2 separate regions of the Zea mays genome follow, and region 1 is linked to region 2. Evidence: chromatin contacts called from public Hi-C data. All regions are on one chromosome and are shown on one strand. Each heading gives the region's core, a stretch centred on a gene start, on an enhancer-like site or on the middle of the called end of the contact. The rest is flanking DNA. Distances are from core to core; before and after follow the strand shown. Region 1 holds the start of LOC100194261 (eukaryotic initiation factor 5C CG2922-PF). Region 2 holds the start of LOC103655881 (flavanone 3-dioxygenase 2).

Evidence for each region. A called contact is a pair of places that touch in the nucleus more often than the background predicts.
Region 1: a contact with region 2 is called in a Hi-C map of tassel, with 2.2 times the contacts expected there. The contact joins the promoter of LOC100194261 here to the promoter of LOC103655881 in region 2. A contact is called at or near these places in 4 of 25 Hi-C or Micro-C datasets (ear, endosperm, leaf and 1 more).

What each region holds. Positions count from the first base shown.
Region 1 is chr4:210,328,256-210,330,955 of Zm-B73-REFERENCE-NAM-5.0, forward strand. It overlaps LOC100194261 (eukaryotic initiation factor 5C CG2922-PF), which reads left to right and starts at 1,390. Exons shown (of 8, transcript NM_001139300.2): 1 at 1,390-1,616; 2 at 2,564-2,587. The coding sequence starts at 1,612.
Region 2 is chr4:210,052,863-210,055,562 of Zm-B73-REFERENCE-NAM-5.0, forward strand. It overlaps LOC103655881 (flavanone 3-dioxygenase 2), which reads left to right and starts at 1,279. Exons shown (of 3, transcript XM_020552828.3): 1 at 1,279-2,269; 2 at 2,444-2,700. The coding sequence starts at 1,551.

The sequences.
Region 1 (2,700 bases), core at 140-2,639, 280 kb after region 2:
GTAGCATTTGAGAACAAGTGACCAACATCAATGTAGCTCAGTTTCGACGACATATCCTTGGATAGCTCTTCTGCAAGCTTCGATGATGATGAAGCCCTCATAGCTTCGGAAATTGGCACAATATCTTGGAGTGCCTTTGAAGAAGTAGGAGTGATTAGCCTAGCAGTCGAATGGATTCTAGCCATCCAAGGGAATTATACCCGAAGATGCTTTTTGCCGAAGCTAGTTTCCGATGTGTCGGGGAATGAAAAGCTGAGGAGTGACAGAAATATTTGGCAACAGGTGGTTGCAGGTAGTAAATGTGACTCGCCTTCACCTGATCCAACACCTTCTCCCTGTCGGGTTGACCACGAGTCTGGATCCTTTTGTACCAAGGTGTCTGTTTCAATTTCTCCATAATGAGCTTTGGGAAGGTGTTTTCGAACTTTCGACGCAAGGCATCCCAATTATGTTTTTGCGATCTAAGCTCGTTATGAGAAAACAAACTCATTCCACAAGGGGCTACTGTTGGGGCCTATCTTACCGAAGGTCCTCAAAACATCTTATCTTCGGTGCAAACAAACGTGTTTCAGGCATGTAGCAAAAGACAGACGAAGACGGACTTCGGCCGAAGCAGCATGCAAAGATGTTTCGGTTGGACACACAAACGACGAAGGTGCAAACCACGAAGGTACAAGACGACTTTAGCATAGAAAAGGCAGCGTACATAAAACGATGCTTGGAGGAGAGATAAAAGAAGGGATAAGGTTTCAATCTTCTAAGTTGTGTTGCCTTGTTTTTGATATCTCTTAGTAATCAAAAGCAAGTGACCAACAACATGTTTGTATCGTTGATGTCAGGAATCTAGAAAATATGAGGTAGGAGATGATTCTGAATTGAATGGAGTGGATTGAGGGGACCAAAATCTTTTACTATTAAATTTTAAATAGTAAGATATTTTGGGTCTCCGAGGGCTAGTTTGGTGGACAGGGAAATAGATCCCCTACATTTTCGTTTTTCGTGTCCACCAAATGAGCCCTCAATCTCCTACATTACCCTTGTCTCAAACGAGTCCTTAGCGTTACTAAGTGGGTATTTGAGACTGCTTCAGGTTCTGGCTCAAGCGTGTAGCTGCAGTTTATAATGTGAAATTACACCGTTTAAAAAACATTTTAATCTAAATAATAAATAAAATAACTTATCTAAATATATTCTAAAGATTCACAACTACAACTCTTATATCACTAGAAATACAATTTTTCGTTGTTAAGGTCTACCTTGGCAACTCTAATTTTTTTAAAGAATTCTCATTTTAAGAGAAAATAAAGAAAAGATGAAAATTCTTTGACAAAAAAGGGTCGTGAAACAAAAGAAAACAAATAAAATCTTCCGGATCTGCCGGCCGATCCCGACCACTCGTTCCTCCCAACTCTTCTTTTGCTTGATCATTCCCATATATTTTTTGTCTTCTCCCGTGCCACCGCCTCGCCCTCGCCCCTCCTACCGCACCCGGAAGCTAGGTTTAGCCGCCGCCTTCTCCCTTTTCGCCGCGGCGGCCGCAAGAACCGACTTCTCCCCGGAGAAGCCCCAAGCAAGCGACCCCCGCTTCCTCTCCGCGCCAGATCTTTGTTTATGAGGTACGGATCGGCCATGGATCTTTGCTTCTGCTTCTCGTAGCACCGTGCCTAGCGGATCTGTAGAGCCTGTCGCGGCACTTCGATCGACCGCGAACCGGATTTTTGGTTCGGAGCTTTGGTGGTGGATTTCCGGTTCTTGGAAGTTAGGATTTTGACTGGATTCGGCGCGAGGGTCGGTTCGATGGGCTCCGGTTGATCGGAGCTTCTGTGGTGGATTTTGGGTTGTTGGAAGTTCGAGTTTTGAGTGGATTCTGCGCGAGGGTCGCTTCGATGGGGTCCTGGAGCTTAGGTAGTGGATTTTGGGTTGTTGGAAGGTAGGATTCTTAGTGGATTCGGCGTCAGGCTCGGCTGGATCGAGCTGATGGTATTGTAGCCGTCTAGGTTCCCGATGACTTAGCTTTAATGATTCGCGATGAGTAGAGCTTTTGGCTTTGGGAAATTATGGTCGCCCGCGATGAGTTGACCTTTTGGCTTTGGGTAAATTATGGTGGTTTGAGGCGTTACCAAGCTATTTTGCTAGTAGTGTTGGTTCCTCGATTCCTTGCAATAAGATCTGGCGAAGCTCCGTTCCTTCTGCATGACGATTACTTTTATTTTATTGATCTGACAAAGTGCTAGCCCTTCAAATACACGCATTCCAGTGGGTGCCTTGGAATAACATTCGATTTCTTCCTTAGGATTTGGAATGTTGAGTTGGGACTTCGGAGTATCATGTGGCTGTTTGATGTTACAGAATTTTTTCAGTTTGGTACAGAAAAATAAAACATTTTTAAAGCAGGTTTTTTTGATGAGCTCTGTTGTTGATCTTATGAGTCGACAAATGAATTGAATTAGTTTTGATAACAGTAGCATATAGTTGCTGTCATGATTTATTTCTAGTAAACAGTGTTTCTTTTAGGCAGTCCATGTGACAGGTTTTAACTTCTATCCTCTTCTTTCCTGTGCAGCTCGAAGGAGAAGCCCACTCTTGGGTAAGACTCTTGTGCTTATACGATTACTGAAATGTGACTATTTTCCATGTTGGTCTTAAACAAGTTGGACATTTTAATAATCATTTATGTTTGTTCAAATGTTACCAGGAGTC
Region 2 (2,700 bases), core at 29-2,528:
AGTGCAGACTGGTCCTGGAACCCGAGATGGAGTCGCAGCCGAGTCGGACTTGATCTCCTTCCTGTTATGGCCGCCCTTGCTGCTCCTCCTCAACACCTTGGCCTTTGCCAAGTCCTTGCTGGTCCTCTCCAAGGTACCTAATCATCAAAACATCCATGGCCCCAAGCGTAAGCTCTGAAACACAATTGACTAGGGTAGAACATACCTGGAGATTTAGCTGTCGTGCACGAGATCGTGTTATCGGTCCATTCATTGTATATATAGAAGTGATGTCCTCATCACTTCCTTCCTCTGGGCCCTACTTGGGACGAAATCGGCCTTAGGCCTTCTCCATGTCTTTCCACCACTTGGCGGCTTCATCTCCTGGTTTAGTCTATCATATAACGCTGCCAGATCCACTCTTGCCTTTACGTTATCCTTTGACTTATCAGGAATGTCCATAATTGTTGCCCAAAGTGCCTCGACAACATTCTTTTTAGTGTGCATCACGTCAATGTTGTGTGGAAGGAGCAGGTCGTCATAATAGGGGAGCCGAGTCAAGCCCGACTCCCGACAAAAAGCACTCGGCAAAGAGCCGAGCACTCGGCAAAGCCACGGATTCCGGTAGTGTGTCATCTCACCTAGCTAAACATGTGATGTTATCTTTGTGGTTTATCCCTATCTTCATGTGTTAATTTGTTTCATCGCCCTTCCTATTATTATTTGATATACTATATCACTATACTATTGATAACTAATTAAGTTGTGATAACATAACAGCTCTCATTAATTACAATTTCTGTCTACCGGTTTTCTTATGAAATAAATAAATAATGATGCAGTAGGATACTCCTTTGTGTGGTCTATTATGTGCGCTTACAAATTAAAATCCTATACTTAATCTTAAGGAGTATCAATATTATCGAGTGTCTCTGTTAACGTGATTTGTTAGCTTTCTAGGTGGTCTCGATGATTGTTGGACACCTTGTGCAGATCCCAACATGTATCCTTAGCTAGGAGACATCCCTGGATATTTTGGGTGAAGAACTAGCAACAAAAACCGGCCCGGTTGGTGTCAAAACTCTTAAGACCTTGTTCGTTTGTCCAGGAATGGACTAAGAATCATTCCATCTGATCAAAACTTATATAAAATAGAGAAACAAACCGGTTAGGAATTGTTTCATGCCTCCGTTCCGGAAGAAATGAACGGCCCCTAAGGCTGATTTGGTGTCAAATTTGAATAACAAGATGATTCCTTCCCATAGATTCCCTCTATTTCCCTGATCACCAAATCGGCACTTAGGGTTTCGTTGGTTGCATCTAGATCAAAGATGATTAAAGGAGATAAAATTCCTCTTGATTAAAATTGAATATAAGTGGATTTAATCTCCCTCAATTGGCCTTATTGAGTTACCACGCCTTGGCATATAAATATATTAGTTGTCACCGCCCTACAAAGCACTTGCATACTGATGAGTGACATTAAGACACAGTATATATGTAAAGGAGTGATCGTGCTTTAGAGCATAGACACAGCAATCCACTCTGCTAACTCCTTTCGTCTCCGTACCATGGCGGCTATCGCTGAAGATCGTCAACCGCAGCATGGCGTCAACAGAGAAGCTGCGACGAAGGCGGTACACACGCAGTTACAGATGGAGCGTAGCGACGAAGGTGACAGCAGGAGTCAAGAGGAGGGCTCGTACTGCTACTGCCTGGTTAAAAGCGTGAGTCACCTGAGCCGCAATAACCGTGGCTTTACCACGCTGCCAGAGAGGTACGTCCTGCCGCCGTCCGACCGCCCCGACGACGACGGGCTCGGCAGGGTGAAGCTCCCCGTCGTCGACCTGGCGCGCCTGCGCGATCCCGCCTACCGTGCTTCCGAGCTGGACACGCTCGACGCCGCGTGCCGCAGCTCTGGATTCTTCCAGGCCAGTACACTGCACGCACAGGCCTGTCATCTTCTTGGGAGAGTTTGCATCCATACAGATCGACCTAAAATTAAAGCGCATGCATGCATCTGTATGTATGTACGTGTACAGGTGGTGAACCATGGGGTGGCGCCTGAGCTGGTCGAGGGGTTGCTGGACGTGGCGCGGCGGTTCTTCGAGCTTCCGCTAGTGGGGCGGGCACGGTACATGTCGCCGGATGTTCGAGCGCCGGTGAGGTACGGCACCAGCTTCAACCAGGCGAAGGATGCCGTGCTCTTCTGGCGTGACTTCCTCAAGTTAGCCTGCCAGCCGCTACACGCCGTCGTCGCCTCGTGGCCTGACGAACCTGCTGATCTCAGGTATATAAGGTCACAATAATGGTCTGCACCTACGTCAATCATGACTTCAGCATGCACATCCAAGAGCACACAGGACCACAAATTAATCCATCATTTGTGGACCAGAAACCTATGCGTACGTGATAATTGGTGGATTCATGTACGCAGCTGGATCGTATATTCTCGTGCATGCAGGGAAGTGGCAGCCAGGTACGCCATGGCGAACCAACAGTTGTTCATGCAGCTCATGGGGGCAGCACTGGAGGCTCTGGGCATCCCCTGCCACCGAAGCCAGGGTCTGCTACGGGAGCTGGAGGCGGGGTACTCGCAGATCATGCTCAACTGCTACCCGGCGTGCCCGCAGCCAGACCTCACGCTGGGGCTGCCGCCGCACTCTGACTACTGTCTCTTCACGCTCCTGCTGCAGGACCAAGTCAAGGGTCTCCAGGTCC